Linked DNA regions of Mus musculus: all the other regions are linked to region 1. Evidence: chromatin contacts called from public promoter capture Hi-C data. All regions are on one chromosome and are shown on one strand. The core of a region is the stretch at or near the end of the contact, and the rest is flanking DNA. Distances in the headings are between cores, read along the strand shown. Region 1 holds the start of Rapgefl1 (Rap guanine nucleotide exchange factor (GEF)-like 1). Region 2 holds the start of Cnp (2',3'-cyclic nucleotide 3' phosphodiesterase). Region 3 holds the start of Ttc25 (tetratricopeptide repeat domain 25). Region 4 holds the start of Acly (ATP citrate lyase). Region 5 holds the start of Tbkbp1 (TBK1 binding protein 1). Region 6 holds the start of Kpnb1 (karyopherin (importin) beta 1). Region 7 overlaps Klhl11 (kelch-like 11).

Evidence for each region. Promoter capture Hi-C pulls out the DNA fragments that hold promoters and counts their contacts.
Region 2: a promoter capture Hi-C map of hippocampal neurons shows a contact between it and region 1, with 12 times the contacts expected there. The contact joins the promoter of Cnp here to the promoter of Rapgefl1 in region 1. A contact is called at or near these places in 4 of 39 promoter capture datasets (the C10 cell line, cranial neural crest, hippocampal neurons and 1 more).
Region 3: a promoter capture Hi-C map of pre-B cells shows a contact between it and region 1, with 5 times the contacts expected there. The contact joins the promoter of Ttc25 here to the promoter of Rapgefl1 in region 1. A contact is called at or near these places in 6 of 39 promoter capture datasets (the 3T3-L1 cell line, cranial neural crest, hippocampal neurons and 2 more).
Region 4: a contact with region 1 is called in a promoter capture Hi-C map of second pharyngeal arch cranial neural crest, with 7 times the contacts expected there. The contact joins the promoter of Acly here to the promoter of Rapgefl1 in region 1. A contact is called at or near these places in 4 of 39 promoter capture datasets (cranial neural crest, hippocampal neurons, pre-B cells and 1 more).
Region 5: a contact with region 1 is called in a promoter capture Hi-C map of liver, with 5 times the contacts expected there. The contact joins the promoter of Tbkbp1 here to the promoter of Rapgefl1 in region 1. A contact is called at or near these places in 2 of 39 promoter capture datasets (liver and pre-B cells).
Region 6: a contact with region 1 is called in a promoter capture Hi-C map of pre-B cells, with 9 times the contacts expected there. The contact joins the promoter of Kpnb1 here to the promoter of Rapgefl1 in region 1. A contact is called at or near these places in 2 of 39 promoter capture datasets (liver and pre-B cells).
Region 7: a promoter capture Hi-C map of hippocampal neurons shows a contact between it and region 1, with 7 times the contacts expected there. The contact joins the enhancer-like site here to the promoter of Rapgefl1 in region 1. A contact is called at or near these places in 8 of 39 promoter capture datasets (cranial neural crest, embryonic stem cells, hematopoietic stem and progenitor cells and 5 more).

The regions. Positions count from the first base shown.
Region 1 is chr11:98,834,576-98,838,680 of GRCm38.p6, reverse strand. Rapgefl1 (Rap guanine nucleotide exchange factor (GEF)-like 1) reads right to left here and starts at 1,896. Exons shown (of 15, transcript NM_001080925.1): 1 at 1,008-1,896. The coding sequence starts at 1,527.
Region 2 is chr11:100,572,946-100,577,050 of GRCm38.p6, reverse strand. Cnp (2',3'-cyclic nucleotide 3' phosphodiesterase) reads right to left here and starts at 2,112. Exons shown (of 4, transcript NM_009923.2): 1 at 1,983-2,112; 2 at 146-815. The coding sequence starts at 1,985.
Region 3 is chr11:100,543,536-100,547,640 of GRCm38.p6, reverse strand. Ttc25 (tetratricopeptide repeat domain 25) reads right to left here and starts at 2,033. Exons shown (of 12, transcript NM_028918.3): 1 at 1,733-2,033. The coding sequence starts at 1,840.
Region 4 is chr11:100,526,337-100,530,441 of GRCm38.p6, reverse strand. It overlaps Acly (ATP citrate lyase), which reads left to right and starts at 2,442. Exons shown (of 28, transcript NM_134037.3): 1 at 2,442-2,647.
Region 5 is chr11:97,147,859-97,151,963 of GRCm38.p6, reverse strand. It overlaps Tbkbp1 (TBK1 binding protein 1), which reads left to right and starts at 1,889. Exons shown (of 10, transcript NM_001372531.1): 1 at 1,889-1,973; 2 at 2,349-2,602; 3 at 2,897-3,019; 4 at 3,231-3,335. The coding sequence starts at 2,378.
Region 6 is chr11:97,185,893-97,189,997 of GRCm38.p6, reverse strand. It overlaps Kpnb1 (karyopherin (importin) beta 1), which reads left to right and starts at 2,106. Exons shown (of 22, transcript NM_008379.3): 1 at 2,106-2,452; 2 at 2,551-2,609. The coding sequence starts at 2,413.
Region 7 is chr11:100,461,166-100,465,270 of GRCm38.p6, reverse strand. It overlaps Klhl11 (kelch-like 11), which reads left to right. Exons shown (of 2, transcript NM_172565.2): 2 at 826-2,659. The coding sequence ends at 2,407. Among named protein-coding and RNA genes, the nearest start is that of Klhl11, 9.6 kb to the left of the region's middle. Within about 2 kb of position 2,395, at least 10 of the 459 cell types and tissues checked have an H3K27ac peak or open chromatin away from gene starts, as enhancers often do. A contact at or near this core is called in hippocampal neurons, where this site is marked.

The DNA.
Region 1 (4,105 bases), core at 647-3,146:
AAGTTATGGTTAAGAGAGCTGTGTGTGTCTGATATTTTTCTAATTAAATCCAAAAGGTGTCAGCTCCCCAGGGCAACTGCAGCCTGAGCCAAAAGAGGGGACCCCGACCTTCAGGACAAAAATGGAGTAGAGGGTGACACTCCACTCCTAGAGCCAGAATGCCTTGCAGAGAAGGAAGGGTAACTCCTAACACCCTCCTCTTTAGGGTCTCAAGCTTGGTCTCTCAACCCTAAGCCCCTTCTGGGTTTAGTGGAGTGCCTAGTTAGATCTAAAGACCCTGATATCTCTACATCTATTCCAACTAGCGATGTGGGGGCCTACGTTCCTCAGAAGCCCTTTAATAGGGTGCTGGCATTCTCATAGTGGGTGAAATGGCATCATCTCAGGCTTCTCAGGGTGTGGTTATTATTTTTTTAAAAAAGGCCCTCTGCTGAGGCATGGCATGGGAAGGGTGGGTGCTACGGAGGCCCAAAGCCTTCTGGATGCTGCAGTCTCCTGGTATCTTCCCTTAGAGACCTTCGAATTCATCCCCAATAAAAGCAGCCGAGTTCTGTGACTATCCACATGGCCCCACCAAGTGAGGCGCTCCTACACAGCCAGGGACTCCTGTCAGCGGTTTTCAGGCCTCAGCTATGGTCTGGAGGGCAGCGTACAACCTCAGCGGGAAAGCGTCCACCTTAGGGTGTCAGGCCCTAATTTAGGGGCGTGGGAGGAGGTAGGCAGTATCAAGGGCTCGTGGGAGACTGGCTTAAATAGCCGAGAGAGAGGGAGGGTAGTTGAAGGAGAGAGATGGTTTCCCTTCTTCCCCTAGAATGAAGCTAATGTGGGGAGGAAGGTGGGTGCGCATTACCATGCCCCTTCCCCTACATTACTTCGGGCTTCCCCTCATCCTCTACACCAACACTGAGGACAAGAAAAAACAATCAGGGAGCATCCCCCGGGCCAATCCCTCACCTCCCACCCCCAACCCCGTGCTCTCTTGCTCTGGGATGGATGAGCAGGCTTACCTGAGGCGCTGCTGTCCCTGGTGGTCCCTCCAGCCAGGCGCTCCAGAACCCGGTTCAGAAGATGCTCTGGCCGCTCGGGGGCGCCCAGGGGGGCCCAGGGTGGTGAAGCCAGGGGTTCGCCGGGGGATAGCTCATCTGAGGAGTACGAGGAAGGAGAGCGCAGGGGCACCCCAGATCCTATCGGCCCAGGCCCGGGAACCTCCTCTAGCTGCAGCCAACAGGGCCCCCCACTGCCCGGCTCCTCAGAGACCCCTAATGGCTCTCCCCCTTCCTCCTCAACGGGCGGCTCCAGCCCGGGCTCGGTTGGGGGCTCTCGGAGGAAAGCTGGGAGCAGCAGGCGAGACACGCTCTGACGCCGCTGCAGTGGCCGCAGTCCCCCGGCCGGACCGCCGCCCCCACCAGGGCCCCCACCCCCTCCAGGCCCTCCGCAGCAACCCGGACCCCCGCCGGGACCTCCAGTCACCGCTCGCCCCGCCAGCTGAGACGTCTGCTTCTTCAAAAATTTCTCCAGTGGCTTCATGCCCCCCCCCCCGCCCCTCTCTTAGGGGCCGCCGGGGGACCCAGGTGTCCCAGGCGCGGGCGGGGGGAGGCGGGGACACGATGCTCAGAGCCGGGGGAGCAGAGCCGAGGGCCGTGCCAGGCGTCGGACTGCGAGCGAGAGGTGGCCGAGCCTCGCTGGCCAGAGTCCAGTGGCCAGTGGCCGGGGGAGGTGCCAGAGGGAAGAGGAGCTCGCTCTCAGCGGCCCCCCATGCCGGCTGCGGCCGAAGGGTTGGCAGGCTGAGGGGCTGGTGTCCCCGTCTCAGCGCTCCGGGGCCGGGCTGAGGCGACAGAGGCAGCGGGCGGAGCGCAAGGCTGAGGACGCGGCGGCGGCTGCGCTCCTGGCCCCGGGGAAGGTGGCAGAATTGAGACCGCGCCCCCTCCTCCAGTCCCCGCCCCTACCCTGCTTAGGCCCGCCCCCGCCCGGCCGCGCGAGGCTTGAACTTGGGCTCTGGCGCTGACCGCGAGGAAAATTAGGACTTGGGTTTCTGACAGTCGCAGAAGGGCAAAGGCGAGGGAGAGATCTACCAAAGCAGAGGACTCCTGGCTCTTGATTACCGGGTCTCTTTTGAGCATTTCAAATAACCAGGGCATATGTTTGACCTTGGCACGCCTACCTGTGCACAGGTGAGGCTTATAAAGACTGCTGAACTCTTTGCATCTTTCCCACAATTTTATTTGGTCATTATCTTCCACCTGTTGAGAAGGGCTGGGACGGCGTCTTGGGTAAACTGGTATTGGCACTGGGGGCGGTACCCATATTCCTTTCTGATAGGGTTTAGGGGGTGGTGCAGGGCCGCCCTGTAAGGCAAGTACTGGCAAGTAGGAAAGAGCCAGGCAGAGGCCAGCAGGTTGTGGCAGGTCTAATTGGGGTGAAAAGAGATAGTAGACTGAAAGAGACGACCAAAAGCACAAGGGCATCTTAGCCCAGGTGGTAGCGAAGGGAAGCAAGACTGAAGAGATGTGTAAGTCCCCAAACTGCCAACTATCATCCATCACCTAGCACATTAGTGTATATAGCCATAGAATGGGAGAAATATTGCCCTTACTCCTGGTGGCTACGCCAGAGCATTCTGTCTCCCAGGGTACACTCCACTAGGATGGGGCTGTAGAGACAGTGTGAACACATCCAGGCTTGGTATACATGGTGAAGGAGTGGCACCGGGTTCCTGGTGGGCTGGTGTTCCTTGGGCAAAGTCCCACCCCTGTTTACTGTGCCTCAGCAAGGCATGGATGGACAGGAATGCTAAGAGCTGGGAGTGGTGAAACTGACAGGGTGTGTACTACACTTGTGTTGCTGTCGGTGCAAACTCAGTTCCATGTGTGCTAGAGCATGTGTTCACAGAAATAAAGCTCTGCACACCCATCTGGGGATTTGGAGAGGGAACAAAAAAAAAAAAAAAAAGAAAAAGAAAAAGAAAAAGAAAAAAAAAAGCTCCGATTTTGCTATGAAGCTGGATCTGAGCATTGGTTTCCTGGACAGCCTTAATTGGACACTCGGCCTCTCTTAAGGTTGGAAGTAGGAACTGGCCAGAGTGGCTTAGAGCTCCCCAGGTAACCTTTTAGGAACCAAGAAGAGGGGAGGGCTTCTCTTCTGCACATGCCACAGTTACCAGATTAAGCCGGTTGCCTTGGTAACCTCTTCTCTGGGCAGGATTTGGGATTGTCGGTTAGGAAGGGTGAAAAATTGGGGAGTGTGAAGGGTGTGGGAGCTGGAAATAAAAAGGGACCGAGAGACTTCTAGAAACTAAATGCTTGGGGAATCGGACTCTAGACCCTTCCAGTTACAGAAAGTGGCAGTCACTACATTCAAGACCTTGAATCAGAAGCAAAGGAAGCATTAATTTGTGGTCCTCCTGGAGCAGCAGTGGCTTCCGTTCTGGCTACACACTGAAACCGCATGGGAGCTTTTTGGAATTGCTGATGTCCAGGTCACACCCTAGATCCATTATGGGATCCTGTGGCAGGCCCAAGGTCTCTGTTAGTTTAGAAAGCTCCCCAGGTGATTCAAACAGCCAGTGTTGGAAATCACTGCTCTAGGTCAACTGCAGCTGTAAGAAGATCTGGCAATTGCAAATCCTTGATGTTTTGAGTCACCTACAGGTAGGTCCATGGACTGACCCACAGCGGGAAAACTGATAGGGCATCTACATTACCATGAGAAAACCGAAGAGAATGGTAGGGTGGTATTCAATTACTTAACAGTGGAAATGGAGGCCAACAAGCTTAACTGAGTCAGTCCAACCCATGGGCTTCTACAAAGGTATTGGACAGGGCTACCTAAGGCAGTAATCTATCTGTCCCTTAAACTCCCATTATCTCTGCCCACTGAGAAGCAGGCTGGGGGGGGGGGGGCAGAGAGAACCCGAGGGCTTTGCTGAGCTTGAGTTTCTTCTTGCTGAGCTAGTTACCAGGGCAACAGGGAGAGCAATGGGATCTAACAGCAGGACTGGGGAAGAGGCAAGGGTGAGAAGGCACCCCAACATTCCTTTCTCCTGCCAGTAACCTACCCAGAGGGTTGGCTGACATTTTTTGCATGACCAACCAGGGAGACCATGTCT
Region 2 (4,105 bases), core at 863-3,362, 1.7 Mb before region 1:
TTCTGGCCAGTCCTAGAAGCTGCTACCTGTACCCTCCACCCGTCAACCCCATCCTTTGAGCTCAGCAGCTGCGCTGCCTGGCTCTCCATCACAGGCAAACAGTACAAGGCTTTAGCTGCCCTGCTCCCACCCCACATCCACCTACAGTGTCGAAGCTCTTTCTTGAAGGCCTTGTGATTCCCCAGCTCCTCCAGAAAGACCTGGCCAGCTTTTCGGAGGGTCTCAGAACTCTTTTTGGTCAGGAACCAGCCAAAGTAGAGTGGCAGAAAGTCCTTCTCCAGCCCGGGCTTCAGCTTCTTCAGGTCATCGGCCGACAGCTGCCATTGGTTCTTCTCCTTGAGCTGGGCACAGTCTAGTCGCCACGCTGTCTTGGGCTCCACCAGCACCACCTGGTACTGATACTGGTCTGCCATTTCAAAAAGCTGATCCAGCCGCTCCCGCTCGTGGTTGGTATCATCAAGCACAAGAACCCTGATGTCCCGGCGGCAGTAGCCAGCCAGGTCCTCGTCTAGACGCTTGTACGCCTCGGAGAAGTCTGCCCGAGAGCCAGGGATGATCTTGTAAGCATCAGCGGACACCATCTTGGTGCCGTCGTGGTACTTCTCCAGGATGAGCCGAGCCAGTGTGGACTTGCCGCTGCCCGGCAGGCCGCGCAGGATGAATAGCGTCTTGCACTCGTGGAGGGTAGCCACCGTGTCCTCATCTTGAAGGAAAGGGAACTGCAGCTCTGGCTTCTCCTTTGCTCCTGAGGATGACATTTTCCTGAAGAAGAGCTTGGGCAGGAATGTGTGGCTTTTGCGGGTAAAGCTTGTGTTCTGTGTAAGAAGGGAGGAGGAGATGTCAGCCCCGGCTCCTCAAAGCCAGCCCGCAAGCACCACACCCTAGTCTCTGGCCGAGTTCTCCCAGAGGGGGACCGCTTGTCAGTTGAGGAATCCCCAAGCCTAACTTAAAGCACCCTTGAATGGTGGATGCTTTCCCCGGAGGGGAATGGTGGATTTTCTTCCTCGCAGTAGATCCTTCAGTATCTTCAACAGCTGGGTTGTAAGGTAGAGGGAATCTTTCTGAAGCTACCTAACCTCTTAGTCTCTGGCTCCAAGGATCACTCTCTGCTCCCCCTCAGAACACCTTGGTGACAGGGCACGCAAGGGCAGCAAGTGCCTGTGGCTCCCTGTCAGCCCTAACTTATATATTCTTGGCACCTCTTAAGGATGTCCTGTTTGGAGGCCTGGGGCTCTATGTATGGGCAAAGCCACAGCTGCCTTGGCTCTCTTGAGTGTGCAGAGGAGGGTGAGGGCAGGGGAGGGTGACCCAAAGACCGCCTCCCTCCACCCAACAATGGCACCAACAGATAATACTCTCTTGTCTGGGTATAGGGGGACAATGGTCCCACAGAGGGCTGGTGGGGGGCAGGGCAGGAGGGCACTGGACAAAGGGCATATTCACAACCACCTCCTCCTCTGCTCTCTCAGTGCGCCCCCTCCCCCAATCTGTAGGATTAGGGCACAGGGCACCTGTATTCAGAGATCTGTGCCCCCTATTCTGCTGTGTGTTAGCAGCACCTCTCTGACAAAAACAAGACATAGCGGTTTCAGTTGTCATCTACAACGGCTTCCGCCCCTGAGAATTTAGCTGGCTTCTGGCTTCTCTATAGCCTTGTGCAGGAACCCACTCCCAGCGCGGGCTCCACAACAGCCCTGCACTCTCTGGTGCTACCCAGACCCATTTGCCAGCTGGTGTCGCCAAGGAGCATCGACTTTCACTTCCCTGCGGCGATATTTCCTTCTCCAAAGACACTAAGACTCCCCCAAAATATCCCCGCTCGCGCCCCTTGCCTTAGGGCTGCCTTGGAGGACCCAGAGGCAACTTCAACTCCGGAACCTGGTGTCCTCATTTGCAAACTACTTCTGCCCATGCATCCCCAAGAATCTCGCTTTCAGTTAGCCTCTCTCCCGCCCCGGCCCCCACGCACGCGCTGCGCTCACCATGATGAGTGGGCGCACCGCCGTCACCGCCTTTGCGGGTACTATGTCTCCGGGGCCGCCCGCCTGCGTGAGGGACACGGGCGTCTCCGGGTGTCCGGGGCCCCCCCACGCAGGGTCCCTTTCATAGCCTGGGGGCGGGGCGCGCGGACAGGGCGGGGTCAGCCCGAGCCTCTGCGCACGCGCCCCCGGGGAATGGAAACCTGAGTGCCAGGAAGCAGCGGTCTGAGCCTTGGCAGAAAGTAAAAGCACACCTGGACTCTCAATGCCAAGAAAGAGTCCGCCACGCCACCTCTTTGTTCCTTAAAAGTTAAAGTTTAACTTTTTCCCTTCTCTGAGACAGGAACTCACTATGTAGCCCTGACTGTCCTGGAACTCACCATGTAGATCAGGCTGGCCTGGTACAGAGATCTGCCTGCCTCTGCCTCCCAAGTGCTTGGATTAAAGACATCACCAGGAGAGAGATGAACTCTTAAAACAGGAGGCAGTTGCCTTTCCTGGGTTCCCAGGCAGGCTGGGATGAAATGGGTGCAGTCAGATAGTTTAAAATTTTGAAACAGGCTCATAGACCTTATCACAACTGACATGTGAAGGAAGTACCATTCAGGCCACGAAACCAGGCCGATAGGCATCACCGCCTCCTAAAACAAAAACAAAGACCTAATTCATCAAAGTCCATAATTCTGGGAAAGGCCCTAAATGTCCTAACCTTGATTTTTGGCTCCTATAGTCTGCTTCTGACTTAGGTGTGTCAACACAGGATGTGGTTTTTATGATTAAAAGCCTACCCTGAGAAAAGTGCTGGGTGGTGGTGGCACACACCTTTAATCCCAGCACTTGGAAGGCAGAGGCAGGTGGATTTCTGAGTTCAAGGCCAGCCTGGTCTACAGGGTGAGTTCCAGGACAGCCAGGTCTACACAGAGAAACCCTGTCTCAGGAAAAAAAAAAAAAAAAAAAAAAAAGTCTAGTGAAGGGGCTGAGGGGCTGGCTAATAAAGACTTTCTATTGGCTTCCGCTTGGGTCTAAGCAGTCTTCTTTGCTGGATATCCCCCAAAAAAGGTTTGTTTTAAAGATGAATCTCATGTAACCCAGGCTAAGTTCAAACTCTCTATGTAACAAAGGGTGACCTTGAACTTCTTATCCTCTTGCTGGAAATTCATACATACAAGAACATGTCAGCTGTTTAAGATGCTGGGGTTCCTGCAAGCTAGGCAAGTGCATCCTAGCTTCGAGGACGTGGTGACATTGTTCACTTTCACTTTTTTCTTTAATCCCAGCACTTGGGAGGCAGAGGCAAGCAGATCTCAGTGAGTTCCAGGCCAGCCTGATCTGCAGAGTGAGTTCCAGGACAGCCAGGCCTACAGAGAGACACCCTGTCTCAACAAAACAAAACAAAACAAACGGATATATAATTATATATAATTTCTCAGGAGCAGTTGAGATATAGCTTTGTTAACATGGCCACGTTACCCTGAGTTGAACTTCTAGGCCATGAATGATAGAAAACCAACTCCCTCGACTTGTTCTTCTCTGACAGCCACAGGCAGGTAGTAGGTGTGTAGGTCCGCACACATAAATGCACACAAAAATAAATTAAAATGTACTTTTTATTTCTTTGAGAGATCTCTCTGTCCAGCTCTGGCTATCCTGGAATTCACTGTGTAGACCAGGCTGGCCTCAAACTCACAGAGATCCGGCTGCCTCTGCCTCCCTGATGCTGGGACTAACAATGTGTACCACCACTGCCTGGCTTAATAGATGAGTTTTATTTTATGTGTATTGGTGTTTCGCCTGCATATGTGTCTATGTGGGGGTTTAGAACCTTCTGGAACTAGAGTTATAGACAGGTGTGAGCTGCCATGTGGTTGCTGGGAATTGAACTCAGGTCCTCTTAAAGAGCAGCCCTTGCTCTTAGCCTCTGCGCTATCTCTCCGGCCTCATTTAAAATGTAATTTTAAAAAGACATGATTTAAAATACTTTTATCTAGGGACTGGGACTATAGCTTGGTGTTAGAAGACTTGTCTAGTAGGCACAAGTTCCTGGACTTGACCTGGGGATAAGTTTGGGGACCAAAGTCATTCTGCCTTTGAATTGCCTCTCACTTGACTGGAATCCTGGCTTCATC
Region 3 (4,105 bases), core at 784-3,283, 1.7 Mb before region 1:
GCTATGGGCTCCTCATGTTACTCAGAAGAAGAGCAACTGGCAAGCATGTGGGGTCGGAGCACCAGCACCCCAAAAGAAAAGTATAGTTTCTAGCAAAGGAAATGGTTATTCTGTTCTGGAGGCAGGATCTCCAGTATTCCACGCTGGCCCTGACCTTGCTAAGTAGCCATAGATGATCTTAAATCTCTGTTCCTTCTCTCTCTCTACCTGCCAGCTGCTGGGACTGAAAGTGTGGGACAACACACTCAAAAGCAGGATCAAACCAGGGCTTCATGCACACAAGGCAAACACTCTACCCAGCTAAGCACTGTCTCCAGCCCTGCAAAGGAAAAGGTTATCAGAACACCTTGCAGTCTGGAGGTTGGCACCCCAGGCAACTGGAGTCTGAATGCTTGGCTCACAGGATCCTTCCTCCACTACTCCAGCTAGTTCAGTGCAGTGACCTTGGGCATGTTACCTAACTTTTATATTCACTTCCTCATATATACAAAGAAAACAATAGTAACCCCTTCCGCTCCCCGACATCCTAGACGGACACACACTGCTTAGAGCAGTGAGTCTAATATCCTAAAACGACTCCCAATCCCTGTAGGGTACAATGGTGTAATTTTCAATAAGGTTACTACAGTACGCCCTAACTTCACCGACAACTTTCTTACAGGCAAGCCTGTGCCAAAGACTTCTACATTTAGCTTCTTGGGCAATCTGTGGCTAAGGATGGGAGACTGAATTTATCAAGAGAAAGGTAATCATGAAACATTTAATGATTGGTCACATTATGTCTCCAACTGGCAGGCATTAGTGAGAAACTATAAGAGAAAATGGCAAAAGTCAGGGTTTATGTGTGACAGTGGCATATCATGGGAACCAGGAGTATGATATCCACAAAATGGACCTCAGGGCTGCTGGTGATGAAAAAAAAATGGTAATTGGGTGGGACTGGAGATTTTTTAGCAGCTAAGAACACTAACTGACTGACTGCCTGCTCTTCCAGAGGACCCAGGTTCAAGTCCCAGCACCTACATGGCAGCTCACACCCCTCAGTCCATTTCCACACTCTAAGAGGGAAGTATGCATGTGGTCCATGCATGCTGGCAAAACACCCATCACATACAAATATTTTTCTTTAAGTGGTGAAGTGTGTGTGTGTGTGTGGTGGGGGGTGGTATCGTGTTGATTTATTGGTTAACAGCACTTACTATTCCTGTAGAGGACCCAGATCTGGATCCCAGCACCCATTTGGTGCTACATAACTGCCTGTAACTCCAGTTCCAAGGGATCCAGTTCCCTCTTCTGGCTTCCAAAAGTACCAGGCATGCATGTGGTATACATACACACAAATCTTTCATCAACAACACAATGGTGGTGGGTCCAGGTAGCAAGCTGGGGTTCCATCATTCCAGAGGCCAACTGCAAGATAGGGAGTTGGCCTCCAGAGGACATAAGGAGGGCACCTTCCTTTCAAATCATAAGTTGGGAATGAGGGTGCACATTGGAAGTCATCTCTCAGGAAGTAGGGGTAGTTCGAGACCACCCTGGTCTACAGAACAAGTGTCTATCTCAAAAGAGGAGCGGAGGCGGGGAGGAGGTTGAGAGAGGAAAGAAGAGAAAAAAAGAAGAGGGGAGAGGAGAAGGAAGGGGAAGGGAAAGAAGAAGGGGAGGAGGAAGAGAGGGAAAGGGAGGAGGGGAAAAGAGGAAGGCAACACAGTAATAGGATCAAAGCGCAACTCACGTTGGTAAAGCTTTGAATGGCCTTAGTGAACTCCCCGCACAGATAAAGCCTCTCCCCCTCTGCCATGTAAGAGGGAAAAGTGCTTCTTAAGATATCACCGTCCGACATGGTCACCCTACTTTTGGAAATTCTGAAGCAGATTCAGAAAGGAAAAGAGGCTGGAGAATCGCCGGCTTGTTTTGGGACAGCCCGGTCTCTTAGCAACCTAGAGAGATAGTCTAACTTCCGGTCCCTCCCCTCCCCTCCCCTGGCGGTGTTAGGCCTCCGGGTGAGCCCGCCCAGCGTGCTCATGCGCCTGTGTCGCCACGCTGCGCACACCGGTCAGACAAGTGCTGAGCGCGTGGCCGGCGGCTGCAGGACGCTGGCGCTCCAGAGTGATCGCTGTTTGCTTGTAGGTTGCTTCTCCCCTCCAGTTGCCACGTGGAAAGCCTCGCAGACAAAGCAAGCCAAGAAAATGAGAATTGGAGGCAAAATTCCAAGTAGGATTAAGGCTTAAGCACTCCAGGTCCCATTAGGAAGGAGAGAGAATTTTGGAACCGGAGTCAGAGGGCTTGGGCAGCCTTCTCTCTTGTCACTTCTTAGCTGCGTGATCCTTGACCAAGCACATTAGGGAACTGAAAAGTACGCGTTCTACCTGCCAAATGAACAGGAAAATAATAGAGCCCTCAGGGACGTGAGGATTTGCATGAGAATGCAATGGAAAGTGTGATGGGTTTAGCTTTCAATGTCACATAGTTATGGAACACTTGCTAATAGCAAGTCTAAACTAAGGTCTAGCCTGACATAATTCTGCAGCCATTCAGGAGTAATGGCTGTGGGGATAACTCAGTTGGTAAAGCGCATGCTAAGCATGCAGCTCTCTGTTTCAGTTCCCCCAACCCTGGTACAGCCCAGTGTGATGGCACCATCTTGTATTAGCCAGCCCTGGAGAGACAGAAAGACATGCATTCCTGAAGTGTCCCCTGGCATCTACATTCACATGTGCACAAGCACACACATGTTCACACACACACACACACACACACACACCACACAGACACAGCAGTACCTCTAAGTACCCATAATATCTTAGATAGCTAGCTCAGTTAACTGCCTCAACTATATTGGTTTTTTAAAACAGTCTTGGAGTTATACATGATTTTGAGCCACCACTTGGGTGCTAGGAGTTAAACCTGGGTCTTCTGCAAGAGCACCAGTGCTCTTAATCCCTGAGCCATCTCTCCAGCCCAGAATCTTGTCTTAAACTGTCTTTCCAGAATTCAGCTGAGCCAGGCTTGGTGGCCTGGGTCTTTAATTTTCTTACTCCAGAGACAGAGGTAGGAGGTTGGTTGTGAGATACAGGCTTTCTGGTCTCCATAACAAGTTCCAGGCCAGCCCTGGCTACACAGCGAGTTTCAAACACAAAAACAGAAACAGGATCCAGCTTAATGGGCATGTATTAGGAACAGAATCCAGCACACAGTAGGAGCAAAGCAAACCGTTTTCAGTCTCTAAAAAAGATGTCCTTACTGGCAAATGTATAAACACAAATGAGCACAACATCTGTAATTCTAGCACTTGAGAGACTGAAGCAGGATTGCCACAAGTTCAAGGCAGCCTCAGTTACATAGTGAGGTGAAGGCCAGCCCAAGTAACAGGGGAGTCTCTGTCTCAAGCCACCATAACTGATTACTTGGGAAAATGTGGTAAAGTCAGAGACTTTCATTAGTGCCAATACCCTTGTTGGTTGTTGATGTTGTTGTTCTTTTGTTTTGTTTTGTTTTGTTTTTCGAGACAGGGTTTCTCTGTGTAGCCCTGGCTGTCCTGGAACTCACTCTGTAGACCAGGCTGATCTCCAACTCAGAAATCTGCCTGCCTCTGTCTCCCAAGTGCTGGGATTAAAGACAAATGCCACCAATGCCCGACTATTGTAGTTATTTTTTAAGATTTATTTATTTTATGTATTTTAAGTACACTATAGCTGTCTTCAGACACACCAGAAGAGGGCATCAGATCTCATTACAGATGGTTGTGAGCCACCATGTGGTTGCTGGGATTTGAACTCAGGACCTTCGGAAGAGCAGTCAGTGCTCTTATCTGCTGAGCCATCTCTCCAGCCCTGTTGTAGTTTTTAAAAGTTTTTCAAGATTACCATTGGGGGAAATGACAAAGGAATACCTAAGCCAGGTATGGTTATGGTGGTGTACACAGACAGTCCCAGGACAGAGAAAGAGGGTAGCCTGGAGCTCAAGGATAGCCAGGACCACTTAGCAAGGCTTTATATCAAAAGGAAAACAAACCAAGCAAACAAGAATACACAAGGTTAGCCGGGCGTGGTGGTGCACGCCTTTAATCCCAGCACTTGGGAGGCAGAGGCAGGCAGATTTCTGAGTT
Region 4 (4,105 bases), core at 1,193-3,692, 1.7 Mb before region 1:
GGTTCCCTTCCCATAGCCGTTCTCCCTCTGTGAGTGGGGACCCTTTAGGGGGGCTTTGAATGACTCTTTCACAGGAGTTGCATATCAGATATCTTGCACATAAGGTATTTAAATTATGATTCATAACAGTAGCAAAATTACAGCTATGAAGTAGCAACAAAATAATTTATGGTTGGGGTCAGTACAACATGAAGAACTGTATTAAAGGGTCGAGTGTTAGGAAGGTTGAGAACACTGCCTTACCACATTCTGCTGGAAATTCCCTTTTTTTTTTTCTTCCTTTCTTCTTCTTCTTTTTTTTTTTTTTTTCCTGTGTATAGCCCAGGCTATCTTGGCACCTGTTTTGTAGACCAGGCTGGCCTCGAACACACAGAGATACACCTGCCTCCCAAGTGGTGGGACTAAAGGTGTGTGCCACCATGCTGGACTAAAGGTTATTCTTTCTAAACAAAGGAATAGTTGTGTTGTAGACCAGGCTGTGTGAAACTCATAGAGATCTACCCGCCTATTAAAAAAAAAAAAAAGCTATTATTGTGTATATGTAGGGGGACACAGGTACTACAGTTTATGTGTGTGGAGTTCAGAGGGCAATTTTGTGGAGCCATTTTTCTTTAATTGCCGTTATGTGGTTTTGGCAATGGAACTCGCATCATCTTTTCATAGCAAGTCATTTACCTGCTTAGTCATTTTTCTAGGACACCCCACAGGTAATTCACATTAACTACAGTCTTTTGGTTAGCTGGTGAAGACTAGCTAGTCCCAAGGGTCCACGACTTATTCCAGCGTTTGGGAAGCTGAGACAGGAGGAGGATAGACATTCAAGGTTGTTCTCTATTTAAACAACAAGTTTAAGAACAACCTGGGCTACATGTTACTCTGTCTCAAACAGAAAACAAACAGACTTTAATAAAAACTCTGAATTGCTGTCCTCCAGGGCCTGAATTTGAGCAACTTCAGAGACGATATTTATTTACTTGGGGAGAAGTGATCACTCACAGAGATTTGGGTAGGTTCTAGGCCTCTCCCTCAACTGCAGGAGCAAGGGGCACTCTAAACTGTTATTTCTAAAGAATGAGTATTAGGGAAGGGACCAAGAAAAAAAAAAAAAAAAGACGTCATCAAGGAGCACACGCTAGCCAGGAGTGGTGGCACGCCTTTAATCAGGAGGCAGAGGCAGGCGGATTTCTGAGTTCGAGGCCAGCCTGGTCTACAAAATGAGTTCCAGGACAGCCAGGGCTACACAGAGAAACCCTGTCTCGTAAAAAACAAAACAACAACAACAAAAAAAAAACCCAAACAAACAAAAAAAGGAGCACACGCTGGTCAAGAATGGGTGTTACAAGTTCAGCCATCCAAAGACTGGCCGAAAAGGGCCTGGGAGTGGGGGGCCTTGGGAAAGTGTTTGCCCAGGAGAGTGTTGCAACATTGTTGCAGGGAGCTTTTGACCCAGGGTTTTTTGCCAGGGGCACAGCCATGCAGATTCTCTGCACCCTGGGCTGACGCATCACCTGAGCTGATTAAAGGATGATTCTGGCCTCCTTCCTAGAGCTGGAAAATTGTTAGTTTCTGGGTCCATCTGGGAAGACATACTGGGACTAGGGGACAAGCAAGAGAGGCTTCCACTCCAGGGAAGCAGTGAATTCCTGATTTCCAGGACCTTATGATTTATCTATTCTGCCCCAGAAGTTCTCGGGTACCTGTTAGACTGGGCGCTCCAGTTTTGGGTTTGGAAAATATGTTCTATCTTTCGCAAGTAACAGAAAAGAGGAGGTTGTTCATTGCTTTCGGTGTCTTAGTTTGAGGTTGGGGGAGGGAGCAAGAGGTTGGGCAGGGATGGCCCCAGTCCTAAGTTTTAATCTCAGATAAATGATCAGCTCCGCCCAGATCCGCGCTCAGGTGAGCCTGTAAGAGGACTCGCGTTGGGACTGGCGTCCTTCTGGCCTCACTAGTTTACCCCTTCCTCCAATCTATGTCCTAGGTCGGACAGTCTGATTGTGTAGCGTGGTCGTGTAGACTGGCTCTGGTAAATTCCCTGGGGAGGGTTCCAGGAGCGGAGAGGCGACACGTGTGAAAGGAAAGCAGACGTAGCTTTTCAAAAGCAGGTCTAACGCACTGGGTTTGGTGTGGCGGCTTACAAGAGCCTGGGATAAGAACGTCAGTTGCTCTCCTGGGAGGGAGGAAGAGGACGCCAGGTCCAGGGAGAAGTGCTATAGCCTTTTGGGCCAACAACCCCCTCCCTCAGCTACCCAACCCGGCGGCTGGCCGGCCCAGCCCCTGAAACGATCAGGCCACAGCCCCCAGCCTCGTAGGTTCTCCTCCTAGAGCCGCCCGGCCCATCTCCCCATCCTAGGCCCCGCCCACGGCCCCGCCCACGTCCGGGACTACAAGTCCCATCAGCCCCAGGTCAGGCCTGAGGGCGGGGCCACCACAGCAGCGAATGGGGAGGAGCCTAGAGCTCAGGCTAGGGAACGCGTGTGCCCAATCGCCGGGCTGCTTAGCCTGTGAGCTGATGGGGGGCGGGGAGGAGCCCACTTGGGCCGGAACAAAAGCCGGATCCCCGGCTGCTGCAGGCGGCTGGAGCGATCCGAAGAGTTGGGGTGAGCTGGTGCTTACGGACAGAGAGCCACACTCAGGCTTTCTCGAAGAGGTGAGTACGGCAGTCGTAGGCGCGGGTGCGACCCCCCAGTACCCACTAAGCTTCCTGCTTCCCTCCCCCAACCCGGAACCACCTCCGGGCTCCCTGGCTGGGCGCTCCCGCGCGCTCCCTGCACCTGCTCGGAAGTTTTGTGCGGGTCTAAGCTTTATAGTAGTCTTCTCCCCAGCCGCGGGCCGCATGTCTACACCCTCCCAATCCTATTCTAGTTCCTGGGAGTTTGCACATTGCTTGCCACCGACCTTACTTCTCCCTCCTCCGGATTGCCTTTGCGCGTCCTGCTTCTTCTCAGCTCCACCCAGGGCCAGCTCTCGAGTCTAGTCGGGCTTTTTTTGGGACACTTTTTTGGGCCCCATTCGGGTTCCCCACCGGATGCCGGGGCGGGTAGTAGAGATGGCGGTGGCTACTCTCTCCACGCCGGCCGCTCGCAAGCCGGACTCAAGCAGGCCTGTCCTGTTAGTTCTGTGGTGAATCCCTTAAGCTCTATGTCGAAGTGTAGGGAGCGGGCCCTGGCCACGCGGGGTCGTGCTGCTTCAGAGTGCCTGAGGCCTTGCTGCGAGGACTTGGCTCCGGAGCGACGGCGCTGGATGGGCTCTCCCTGCTAAGGAGCTCCCTACTGGTGTAGCCCCCAAACAACAGATGGTCGGAGTGCTCAGGAGTCTGGATGAGACAAGCACCTAGGGTGTGTGTATGTGCGCGGGCGCGCGTGTGTGCAAAGGATGCTACCTACCTCTACCTCCTGTCAGGCCTGGCAGAGGTCTGGTCCCCAAAGCTTGCTGCTTTCTTCAGTCTTGAAATTCTGCTATGAGGGATCCCTCCTGACATAATTTTGGAAAGGACAGCATAAGGCACTTTAGTCTGCCAGCCAACCCTGTCTGTCCCCGCTTTAACTTTGCTCAGCATGTCGGGTTTCTTTACTATCGAGAGATAACTGTCCTGGAAAGATCATTTCCACCTCTTAGAAAGCTGCTTAAACGCTCCCCTCTGCGGGGGGGGGGGGCAGTAAAAGGAGGCCTTGAAGACAGAGTAGCTGCTGTTTTTAATCTCTATTTAGACACTGTCTGCTGTAGCAGGGAATACTCGGAAGAGTTCTGTCCGTTCCTTTGCTATAGGGGATTGCTTGCTTGTCATCCCCTCCCCCTCCCCAGCCCTTAAAGTGAGAGTGTTTTGTCGACCCTCCTCAGTGGGTCCCAGAGGAGTCTTCTTTAAAAGCAGGCTTCATTCATTCACCCTTCCCTCTGGGCTGCTCCTGGGGCCTCAGTGAGTGAATTCAGTCCTCAGGCAGTCACTGTAGAAAATAGCCCATTCAATTCAAAAGATCCCTTTCTTGGAGAGAGATAGAGACAGACAAAGACAGAGAGAATGTGAGTGTGTGTGTCCATATATCTAAGTGTATAGGTGCGTGTGCGTGTTGGAACCTTGGGCATGGTTCCCACTAAGAGTTTGCAGGTT
Region 5 (4,105 bases), core at 640-3,139, 1.7 Mb after region 1:
GTGTTCAAATAGATAGATTACTTCGATGCCCCTTCCTACGAGAGCAAAGAGTACATAGTCTAGTGATGTTTCTTCTCCGAAGACCAATAAAAAAATAAAAATATTTCCCCCAAATAAACAGCTCCACTTCTTTCCAAAATGTGCAACCCCAAGTCCTGCCCCGAGGCGCCCCAGCACACGGTCCGCAGACACTGCGCCGGTCGGCGGGGAGGGGAGGCCGCACGGCGGGGAGCTGGTGGGCGCCCGGCGCGCTGCCAGCCTCAGCCGGACCGCACCGCGGGGGCCGCCGCCCCTCGCCACGTGGTGGTGGCAACCGCGGGGTCCCGGGCGCCGGTCCAGCTGGAGAGACCCGGAGCAGCCGGGGAGGAGGAGGCGGAGGAGACGGCGGCGGCGGCGGCGGAGGAGGAGCGGGGCGGGCGAGCGGGAGGGAGGGGGCCGGGAGGGGAGGGGAGGGGGTGGGGAGAGACCCGGCGGCGGCGGCAGGGCGCGGAGCGGCGCGCGGTGCCAGGGGGTGGGGGCGCTGGGGCCCGTCAGGGGAGGGAGCCGGCGGAGGGGTGCGCTGCGACTGCGAGCAGGAGCCCGCGGCAGCCGTGAGTGCGGGCCGGGGCCCGGGCTGGGGGAGGGGGAGGGGCGCGGCGGGCCGGGGCGGCTTGGGGCGCGGGAGGCCGGGGCCCGGGCGCGGGTGGGCGGGCGCTGCGCCCGGGAGCAGAGTGGGGAAGGGTCCTGCGCCGCTGCCCGCAGCCTCCGGCCTGCGGGGCGGCTGCCGCTCAGTAGCCCGCCCGGAGCCCGGCCGCGGTGGGGGAGGGGGCTGCGCGGTCTCGGCCCCACAGAGGGGAGGGGCGACAGTTTCTGTCCGCCGAGCCCGAGGGGGTTTAAAGAGCCGCTCTTAAAGGGGCCGCCGGAGGGGCCAGGCGGGGACGGGCGCCCCCTCCCCAGTAGCCTGCGCGGGCGCTCGGCGCGCGGCCCCAGGATGCGGAGGAAGGCAGCTCGGGTCGCACGGCCGGGGTGTGTGGGGACACGGAGTCCTCGAGAGTGGGGGTGATGGCCGGAGATCGTGGGCAGGGATGGGGGTGGGGTGTGTAGTGAGCTCTGGTCGGCAGAGTAGGGGGAGGGGTGGCGTGGGCAAGAGAGGGTTAAAGGTGGGGCCAGCCCTTCAAACACGCGCACACGCTCCTTACTCAGACCTGTCACACGCGTCTGTCGCTCCGGCACTTAGCCGAGGCTGGGGGATGGGGGACCCGAGGCCTGCACTGTCGGAACTCGCGCCTTCGGACCGAGCCCCCTCGCCGGAGCGCACACACGCTCCAGCGCGCGCACACACCTCGGACATTCCCATAGTGCCTCACGTGACACTCGGCCCGAACGTGCCCACCCTACCCACACGCTCACGCACGCGTGCTCACACGCGCGCGCGCGCACACACACGTACACACACACACATACACAACCTCTGGTCACTCCCGAACTCCGCGCTGACCCCGGTCCTCCGCCCCGCAAAAGCACTCATTGACGGCGGCACACCTACACTCATTCACAGACACACACTCCCCCCCACATGGCAGCCACAGCCACACATTCATAAACAAGGGCCCGGAGATGTACACACGCACCCCCTCGCTGCCTACTCGTTTTGGGAGCCCTGAGTCATTCCTGCCCCCCTCCCAGGGCTCCCCATTTCCCTGAGTGCAGGCACAATAGGACAAGCTGGAGTCTCCCTTAATGGTCTCGGTTCTCCTAGGCCCCCTTGCCCAGTTTGCTGCCTCTGACACTCAGCCAAGGACTTCCTGTAGGTCTGCGCCTGGACGGTTGCCACAGCCCCGGCGCACTTGGGGAGGCACTTCCTTTTCCTGAACTCTGGGATCCTGCGGGAGGAAGTTGGGCGGGGGCCACAGAGGCCAGGCTGCCTAGCGGGACTAGCCTTCCTTAGGAGCAGGCGACAGAGGCCTGGGATGGGAATCTTGGCGGCTGTCGAGGTACTTGGGGAAAAGGGAGGTCTGGGGAGGAGACCAAGCCGAGTAGTCTAGGCAGGTTCTGGGCTGTGCCAATGCTGGGACAGCAGCCCTCCCTCCCATCTGTCCACAGGTCTCTCCTCCCTGCCCCTGATCCTTGGTCCTGTTTATCAGTTGTCCCCCACTCCACTCATGACGTCTATCTGGTTCCATTTCCTTCTATAAGCAGTCACAGCAGGGGATAGGGCAGAAACTTGAGAGAGAAGAGAGAGAGAGAGTTAGTTGTGAGATCTGTCTCTTGGCTGAAGCTCCCCAGCTACCACAGGTTCCTCAGACCAGCATGGAAGAGTTGGGAACAAAGAGCAGGTGGTCCTCTTTACTCTGTTCCTGCACTCTCAGGAGGCCCAGGGTGGGCTGAAGCCCTTACCATGGAGTCCATGTTTGAAGATGACATCAGCATCCTGACCCAAGAGGCCTTGGGGCCCAGTGAGGTGTGGCTGGATGGTCCTGGAGACCCGTCCCTGGGAGGGGACATGTGTTCTGCCTCCCACTTTGCCCTCATCACAGCCTACGGAGACATCAAGGAAAGGCTAGGAGGCCTGGAGAGGGAGAATGCCACCCTCCGCCGTCGCCTCAAAGTCTATGAGATCAAGGTCAGAACCTAGATGTGATGGCGAGCTGAGCTTGTAGTTGCCTGCAAGGGCAGGAGGGTCCCAAGAGGTGGCCAGCACTGGAGGCTGCCTGGTCCCTGAAGAAGTGGCTGCCTTGGGGATGAGGAGCTCTGCTCCTGCAGCCAATCTCAGGGGTGGAGGAGGAGCCCAGCTTTGGAGTGGTGGGTCCCATTGGAGGGGGCGGGGAGAGGCGCCTGTGAAGCTGGCAGTGGGGTTGGGGGACAGAGCGGTCCTGGGATGGGAAGCCAGGCTTCTCAGAGGACGACCCTCCCACAGTATCCGCTGATCACTGATTTTGGAGAGGAGCATGGCTTCCCTCTGTATGAACTCAAGGATGGCTCCCTGCTGGAGGTGGAGAAGGTCAGTCTGCAGCAACGACTCAACCAATTCCAACACGAGGTAAGCCCTTGCTTCGCTTCCCAGCCAACCCCACTCCCTTAGCCTCCTGCTTCCCTCACTTTGCCCTCAACCCCGCCCTGCCCCCGCCTTCCCTAAATCAGCTTCAGCGCTTCCTGTTTCTATTGGGAATAGGGTTGGGGAGGTTGGGAGCCCCCTCTGCTCCCTGTCAAGGCTGGTCCTGACCCTGGCACACCTCTCCGGGCCTACCCAGTTGCAGAAGAGTAAGGAGCAGGAGGAGCAGCTCGGGGAGATGATCCAGGCTTACGAGAAACTGTGCGTGGAGAAAAGCGACTTGGAGACAGAGCTGGGGGAGATGGTGAGGCCCAGAGAGCGGGTGTGTGTGTGTGTGTGTGTGTGTGAGGTATCTGACGTGATGTGATTCTCTACGTGCATTCCAACCCGATGAGTGTGTGCTGCCTGTGTGTCACACACACTCTGCTGCGTGCACACTCCCTGTATCCACTCGTCCCTGTCTGTGAATGCCTGCTTTGCCGTGTGAATGAGACAGTATCATCCGGGTCATGGGTGACTCTGTACCTTGGGCTAGGATGCTGTGTGTGTGTGTGTGTGTGTGTGTGTGTGTGTGTATTTGGCTCTCACACTGCATCAACCCTGTACCTATAGTATAGTATAGTGTCTGGGAGAGGGTATAAGTGACAAGAGAGGTGCCAGAGCTCTCCATAGTCCCAGCACAAGCGTGATGAGAGTTGCCATGTGGCCGTTTGTGTGTGGGCAGGTGGCAGTATCAGGAGATAAGGTCTCTGCCAACTCCTGTGCTGTGACCTTGATCAAGTTATTTAGCTCTCACCCCTCATCTGAAAAGCAGAGAAAAACGGTAAGCCATCTCACTAAGCTGCTGTGACGGCAACGGGACATTTGTGTAAAACGGTTTTCCTTTTATAGTCAGGAACGTTTGCTTGGTAGTCGCAGCGTGCCAGGCACTGTTCATATCCCTCTACACACATTTACTCATTTTAGCTCTCACAACAATCAAAGAGGTAGGCGTGGTACTGCTATCCCCATTTTATACAGGAGGTAGACAAAGCTTAGAAGTGCTTAAGTCCTGTATGCAAATGCAAGTCACAT
Region 6 (4,105 bases), core at 857-3,356, 1.6 Mb after region 1:
CTCCAGAAGAGGGCGTCAGATCTCTTTACGGATGGTTGTGAGCCACCATGTGGTTGCTGATATTTGAACTCAGGACCTTCGGAAAAGCAGTCAGTGCTCTTATCCGCTGAGCCATCTCTCCAGCCGGGCCTACATTCCTTGTTGCAAAACTTCAAGTTTCTATAGCATTAAGTCTGCCTTTTGTCTTGAGAATCAGAGTTACGGAGGCACAGGACCAGCATGCTTCTGCATGTAGGTGTGTGCACATGCTTACAGTGGAGAGAGAGCACCATGGGTAATTCCAGCACTCAGGACTCCAAGGAAGGGAGGCTACAGAAATATTGAAGCCAGTCTGAGATACATATTGAGTTCTAGGCTAGAGATCCTGTCTGAAAGAGGCAGAACAGAATAAACTCACAAAAAAGAAAAATCGAATTACATTCTAATGAATACATTACAATAGAACTCATTTCCTGGGCAATCTTGGTGGCCCATGCCTTTAATCCCAGCACTCTGAAGGCAGAAGCAGGTGGGTCTCTGAGTTCAAGGCCAGCCTAATCTACAGAATGAGTTCCAGGACAGCCAGGGCTATACAGAGAAACCACCTGGCTCCGCCCCCCCCCACCGTGGGGGGAGGGGGGCAACCCAACCCAACCAACAAATCACAGCCAAACAAAAATTATGCTTGCATAGTAAACAAAAAAATCTTTCTTAAAATCAGGATAAGATGTGGAAGTATTCAGAACATATCTATACATGAAGCCATTGGAAACATACATTACAGGCAGAAAATACACACAATTAAAAAACCCCACGAGGCTATGACTTTAAGTGTTTCAGAGAACACTAAATCCCAAGTTTCCAAAGTGTGGCTAGTGTAGGGCAATTTCTTTACACCTTAAAAACAATACAATTTACATGCTATTTTGACCCATATGCTCCTAATCCCCCCATGACTTGCAGCTGGGTATCCAAATGAGGGGAGGGGAATGTTAAGCAACTATATGCAACGTATTTTTATCTTGTTTGTTGTATTTGTTTTTTGTTTTTGAAACAAGATCTCAGACTGTAGTTCAGGCTTCGGGATACTGAGATGGCAGGTGTGTCGCTACAGCTCGTCAATGCACACGTTCTTTATATAATACTACACAGATCTTGTAAACGAAGTCTGGACATCAAAGCTTTATGGGAACTGCTAAGTGGTCTAAGGACGCGCCTCCGCGAAACTTTGTTAACAGTCCAGGGCCCCGACGGGGTCTCCAAGGGCAATTAGGGGCGCCTGAAGCCAGCTCTGCTCGAGTCTGGAATGGGCTGTGTGACCTTGGACAGGCTCCACTCTCTCTCTGGGCTTCAGTTTGCAAATCCGCACGTTGGAAGGTGAACCACGTGGTTCTCATGGTCCGGTTCCGCACAGAGCGCGGCAGCAAGCCGACCTCACCATGAAGGCAGCTTCCTGTGGGCGCGGCGCAGGACTTTAACGGTTCCCGTCCCCGCCCCCTCCGAGGCCCGCGAAAGGCTCGCTTTCCGTACACCGCGGCGAGTGACGGCTCTCCGTAGCGCGCAGTCCGAGCCACTCGCGCGCAGCTCCGCCCCACCCCGGAGGCGTCCCGTCGTGCTCCGCGCCAGACTCCTAAGAGCCTGGGCGCCTCCCGCCTTTCCGCGCGGCGGCGACCCCGAACTCCTCGCTTCAGTTCTCCCGGCGCCCCGTCCTATCAACGTCCAGGATCCCAGCCAATCCGACGCGCCTGGAGCCTTTACCTTCCGCCCACCCTTCTCCCCGCGCACAGCCGGGCTGAGCCCGAAGGCCTTTACCGGGCCAGCCCAATCAGCGGCGCGCTCTTACCTGCCCCACCCCAGAGCCCCTCCCCTCGACCAATAAGCACGCCCCATCCCGCTGCCCGCCCAGCCAACCGGACCTTGAAGCCCGCAGGCCAATGGGCGCGTGGCGGCCCTTCAACGCTAGCCGTCCGGCCAATCGGGGGTTCCGCGTGGCCCCGGCCGTAGCCAATCGCTGGGCAGCGCGGTGCCGCCGCGGAGAGGTCCGGCAAGGATATCCCTCCGCCTCCCTCCCTCGATCTCTCTCCCTCCCTGCGATCCGCCTCTCACTCACTCACTGCCGCCCTTCCTTTCTCCCTCCGCCGCCCGAGCAGCAGCCGCGCTCCGAGCTGCCCCCGGGGTCCCTCCCCCGCCGCCAGAGGAGCAGCTGCTGCCGCCTAGCACATTAGGAGGGCGGAAGGAAGGAAGGAGAGCGGGGAGGAAGGGGAGCCGGAGCGCCTGGCCAGAGGCAGCCGGTGAATGGGCTTGTGGTGACCCCCACCCCCCACCCCACCCTCCCTTCCCACCCGACCCCCAACCCCCATCCCCAGTCGGAGCCGCCGCCCGACAGGCCGGGCCGCCGTCTTGCGAGGAGTCCCCGCCGCCGTCACCTCCGCCATGGAGCTCATAACCATCCTCGAGAAGACCGTGTCTCCGGGTAGGACTCGGGGCCGGGGGGTCGGGCCGAGGTGACCGGGGTGGGGGAGGGGGTGGCCCCTCTGACCCCGCTGCCTCTCCCCCCATCTCTCCCGGCAGATCGGCTGGAGCTGGAAGCGGCGCAGAAGTTCCTCGAGCGTGCGGCCGTGGAGAATCTGGTGCGTGCCGCCCCGCCGCGCCCCATCCCGCCGCGTCCCCATCCCTGCGTGCGGCCCTTCCCGCCCTCCTGGAGGCCCAGGCCTCAGGAACCCACCCCGCCCCAGCTCGTCCCCCTACCCCCCCGCCCGGCCCAACCTAACCCCGCCATCGGGAAGCCGGTGGGTGTGTCCCGCCCCGAGCCCCGCGTCTGGCCAATAGCGAGGCGCGCCGGGGTGATCGCCGTCCAATCGCCACGCGGCCTGAGGGCGGCGGTGCTGCGGGAGGGAGAAAGAGGGAGGGAAGGGAAGTTAGGTTGCATGGCGCTGCGTGTTCAGCAAGGGTGGGGGTTGGGGAGCCGGGCCTAGGGGCCATGTGGAAGCTCTGCGCCCTGCCGCCTGCCTTGTACTGGCTGCGGCCGGCCTCTCCTTCCTGTCCCCTGGTTTTGAGGCAGTATGCAACTACTTCCCAGAGCCCTACCCTTCCCCAGCTCCCTTGGTCTGTGCTCATGGCCACGCCTGGCACCCGACCACCTCTGGACCCATTGCCACAATTTTTTTCTTTTTCTTGCCCATTATTATCCCATTCCTGGTCTAAGTGCACGAATGTTCTGTTTGGACTTAGGTTTTCAGAGAACTCATCTTTAAGGATCTCAGGCTGAGGCTCATTTCTGAGATTGAGCCTATTCTCTGATAAATCACAAATGTAACCCCGTTTTTCATACTTTCGGATTTAAGAAGTACATTTGAGAAAAGAAAAAGTGACTGACTTTTGTATAGGAAAATGTGGGATTATTGAAGCAGCCTATTGCCAGAATGTTTCTCCTCTCCTTTTTGGGGGAAGGGGAGGGAAGCGTGGATGATATGGAAAGTCTCTTTAAAGGTAGGAAGTTTTAAAAAGTGAAAAAAAACATTGTAACCCAATGTCCTTTGTGAGAGCTTTGCAAAATAGTAACATCCATACAGCGACATATCTGATTTGTACTGACCACTTTTGGTGGAGAGGTAAGCGACTTGTGTTAAGGTTTTTTTATCTCACACCTTTCCAAGCATTTCCTTTTTAGTGTAGACTGAGAATTCTGCTCATAGTATATTCTTGGTTTTGCTTTTGCTACTTTGCAAGAAGCCCTTTTTCCTGCTCCTAACTCTTCAGTGGCACAGAATAGAAATTGGAGAATTGTGTTCTGAGCCTACTGTAGAGTTTGCTTACATTGAGAATTATCTCCTGTGTTTGAAGAGTTTGCTAACACTAAAAAAAGTGTCTACTTTGGCCTTCTATAACATTCCTGATTGGACAGATTACGTACAGGCCCACCCCCCTGTGTGTGCCTCTGTATGCTCAGAAAGAGGAAGGGGGGTGTTATAGATGATTATCTTTTGGACCTGTATTTCAAAACATAGATTTTTGGATGATTCATTGTTAGTTCACATTAGGTCCAAAACACCATAGGCTCCCTGGTATGTTCTGCTTCTAAATGAAGCCAGTTTTTTTTTTTTTTTCCCCTCTCTCTTTTTTTTTT
Region 7 (4,105 bases), core at 1,146-3,645, 1.6 Mb before region 1:
AATGTCAGAAGAGGTTGTTTGACTCTTCCCACCTGAAGTTAGGCAATTGTGAGAAACTCAATATGGGTGCTAGGAACCAAACTCAAGTCCTCAAATACCATCTTCTGGCTTCCAAGGGTACCAGCCATGTATGTGGTACACAGACATAGTTGCAGACAAAATACCCATATATAGACAGTAGAATCCAGGCATAGTGGCACATGTTTTTAATTCCAGCACTCAGGAGGCAGAGAAAGAAAGATGGATCTGTGTTCCATGACAGCCAGAGTTAGTGAGACCCTGTCTTAAAAACATAAAAAAGATCATTAGAACTACCACTAAGCTATCCTTCCAGCTCCCTTTTCTCATTTTCTAAAATTTTGAAAAGGGTCTCACTAAGTTTCCCAGGTAGGCCCTTACCCTGTGATTCTGCTGTCTCAGTCTCCTGAGTATTAGCATGAGAGGCGCATGCCTGTAAATGTATTACTGTGTGTCTATGATATATAGGGTACCACAGTGCACATCTGGAGGTAAGAGGAGAATTTTGTGACATGAGTTTCTCTTCCACCTCAACATGGGTCCTAGGGATGTAAAATCTCTAGGCTTTTTCTGGCAAGTGCCTTTACCCACTGAGCCATCTGCATAGAGAGACCTATTTCAAACCCTCCCTCCTAAAAATACTTTCCCGCATACTGTTTGCTAATTTGCAGAGGGAGGGTAGTCTTTTTCCAGGCTTGTGTTTATAAGATTAATCCTACCATTTTAATTTGTATAATTCAGGTACACATACAACTATATAACATATATATTCCAAAATCAATCTTTTCTCTTTTTTCTTGATTCTAGATTCTTATTAATTCGTTTAAAAGAATTCTGTGGAGAATTTCTCAAGAAAAAACTTCATCTCTCGAATTGTGTGGCCATTCATAGCTTAGCCCACATGTATACCCTGAGCCAGCTTGCTCTGAAAGCTGCAGATATGATACGGAGAAATTTCTATAAAGTCATTCAGGATGAGGAATTTTACACTTTACCTTTCCATCTCATTCGGGACTGGCTTTCGGACTTGGAAATCACTGTGGATTCTGAAGAGGTTCTTTTTGAAACAGTTTTGAAGTGGGTTCAGAGAAATGCAGAAGAGAGAGAGAGATACTTTGAAGAGCTTTTTAAATTGCTCAGATTGTCCCAGATGAAACCCACCTACCTTACACGGCATGTCAAACCAGAGCGGCTAGTGGCCAATAATGAAGTTTGTGTCAAGCTGGTGGCAGAAGCAGTGGAGAGGCATGCGCTCAGAGCAGAGAATATACAGTCTGGCACATTGCAGCAGCCCACTTCACAAGTCTCACTGTTACCTCGCTATGGACAAAACATGGACGTAATCATGGTTATCGGAGGAGTGTCGGAAGGAGGAGACTACTTAAGTGAATGTGTGGGATATTTTGTTGATGAGGATAGGTGGGTCAATCTGCCCCACATTCATAACCACCTTGATGGACATGCCGTCGCAATTACAGAGTCCTACGTGTATGTTGCTGGCTCCATGGAACCAGGGTTTGCTAAAACTGTGGAAAGATACAACCCAAACCTGAATACATGGGAACATGTTTGTAGTCTGATGACCAGAAAGCACTCTTTTGGGCTAACAGAAGTCAAAGGGAAGCTGTATAGCATTGGAGGACACGGCAATTTTAGCCCTGGCTTTAAAGACGTGACTGTTTACAATCCCGAGCTTGATAAATGGCACAACTTAGAGTCAGCACCAAAGATTCTGCGAGATGTCAAAGCATTAGCCATTGAGGACCGGTTTGTGTACATTGCTGCCCGCACGCCCGTGGACCGGGACACTGAGGATGGACTGAAGGCTGTAATTACTTGCTATGATACAGAGACTCGACAGTGGCAAGATGTGGAATCTTTACCGCTTATTGACAATTACTGTTTTTTCCAGATGTCTGTGGTCAATTCAAACTTTTATCAGACAGCATCATGCTGTCCCAAGAGTTACTCCTTAGAAAATGAAGAAGCAGTAAGAAAAATTGCCGGTCAGGTGTCTGATGAGATCCTTGAAAGCTTGCCTCCAGAAGTCCTAAGCATCGAAGGAGCAGCCATTTGCTATTACAGAGATGATGTCTTCATTATTGGAGGCTGGAAAAACAGTGATGATATTGACAAACAGTACAGGAAAGAGGCCTACCGATACTGTGCTGAGAGAAAGAGGTGGATGCTCCTTCCTCCAATGCCTCAGCCCCGCTGCAGGGCCACTGCTTGCCATGTCAGGATCCCTTACCGGTACTTACATGGCACACAGAGATACCCCATGCCTCAAAATTTAATGTGGCAGAAGGACCGCATCCGACAGATGCAAGAGATACATCGGCACGCCCTGAACATGCGGAGAGTGCCAAGTTCCCAGATTGAATGCTGAGCTCACCAGCGTTTGCAGCTGAAAACTGTTCTCCCTGTTCTGTGAGGCGGGGATGCCTGGACTGTTACTTGGAAAAGTATGTCAATGACTTATTTTCTACTTGGACTTATTACCCTATATACAAGAAGTATAGTTAAAAAACAAATAGAAACTCAGTTCAATGTGGTAATTTTTGTTAGGTTGCAGTCCTGACTTTGGTTTGTGTTTGTGTGCTGGTAAATAAGATCTTATTAAAGAGAAGTGGGGGAAAGCAGGTCTAGTTACTTGGCCTTTTTTCTGCCAACCACTAACTCCTTTGTCTTAGGGACTTACGTGGGGCTCTAAGCACCAGTGTTATTTGCACATTTACTTTGATGCTCCTTTAAGTTTTTTATGGATTGTTTGTTTTCAGTGATACCAATTTATGCGTTAAGCTCTCATCTGTAGGAGAGACGTGTGCAATAGTGAAACTGGATCTGAAGGTAAAGCACAATGTTTCAGCAAGGATGATCTCAGAATGGAGCCCTGATGCTTTGCTGTATCTGCAAATGCTGGTTTTGTTCATTGGAAAGGGTGACAATGAGAAGTTTGTGAGTGGCACGTCCTCTGGTTTGTTTGGTTTCTTTCACAGCTGTTTATAGACTTGAAGCCATCATCCTGAGATGATAGTTGGGAAGGTATTAATGTTTACCTGGTTGTCTAGTTGTCTAAAGAGGGAGTTACACAGGTGAAGAGAAGTGCTCAGTGTAGCTGAGAAAGCAAATGAACAAACATTTGAAACACTTTGAATGGTTGTGTTGATGAGGATGCAGTGTGCCGTGACAATCAACACAGGATGCCTTCAGTTTGTTTTTTGCTCCGCTGAATATTATATAGACTCTTCATCATTTCTTTCTACAAGTAAAGCTTTCAAATGGCAAGGAAGTAACCGTTTAGAAAATACCGCTAAGAGAAGCCATGTTATTTCTGGCCCCTGATTGTTATATTTTACCTAGTTGCCCTAGACTTCTACTGGAACTTAGAGCCTAGAATATCAAATCTGAGTACATAGTTTTGGCTTTTAAAATTTTAAGGCTTTGACATACCACATTTAACAGGAAACTATCAAAATGTTACATAATCAATTCAATGTCATCTTGCAGAAAAGGTTTTTAGTATGTACATATTTTTATTGCATTCCCTAAAGTCTTTTTTTTTTTTTTTTTTTTTTTTTTGAGACATGGTCTCACTATGTAGCCTTGGTTGGCCTGGAACTCACTAGGTAGATCAGGCTTTGGCCATATATAGATCCTGAGGGACAAGCTTCCAAGGACCAAGAAGCAGTTTCAGCAGCAGCTGTTTCTACTCCCTCCAGTTCTCTGCTTTTGTTGAGCTGTGACAATGATGTTGGACATTCACTTCCTCTAATTCTTTATATTTATTATTGTTTTCTAGAGCTGCTATTTTATAGTTCATGTTCATGATCTTTTAATTTTTCAGTTGGATTAGGAATATCTTTGCGCCCCATTCTCTCTTAGTATCTGCATTCTTTGTTGCATATGGCATTGGAGGATTAACCATTTTCTTTTGAGCCTTGTATAGGTTGACATATTGCTTTTGCACTGTTTTTGATAATAAATTCCTACTCAGTACATTGGATTTTTTTGTTCATATGTAGATACTTGGAATATACAATTTCCCATTTTTCTAATCTGGATCTAATTTGTACTTAGTCTCTGA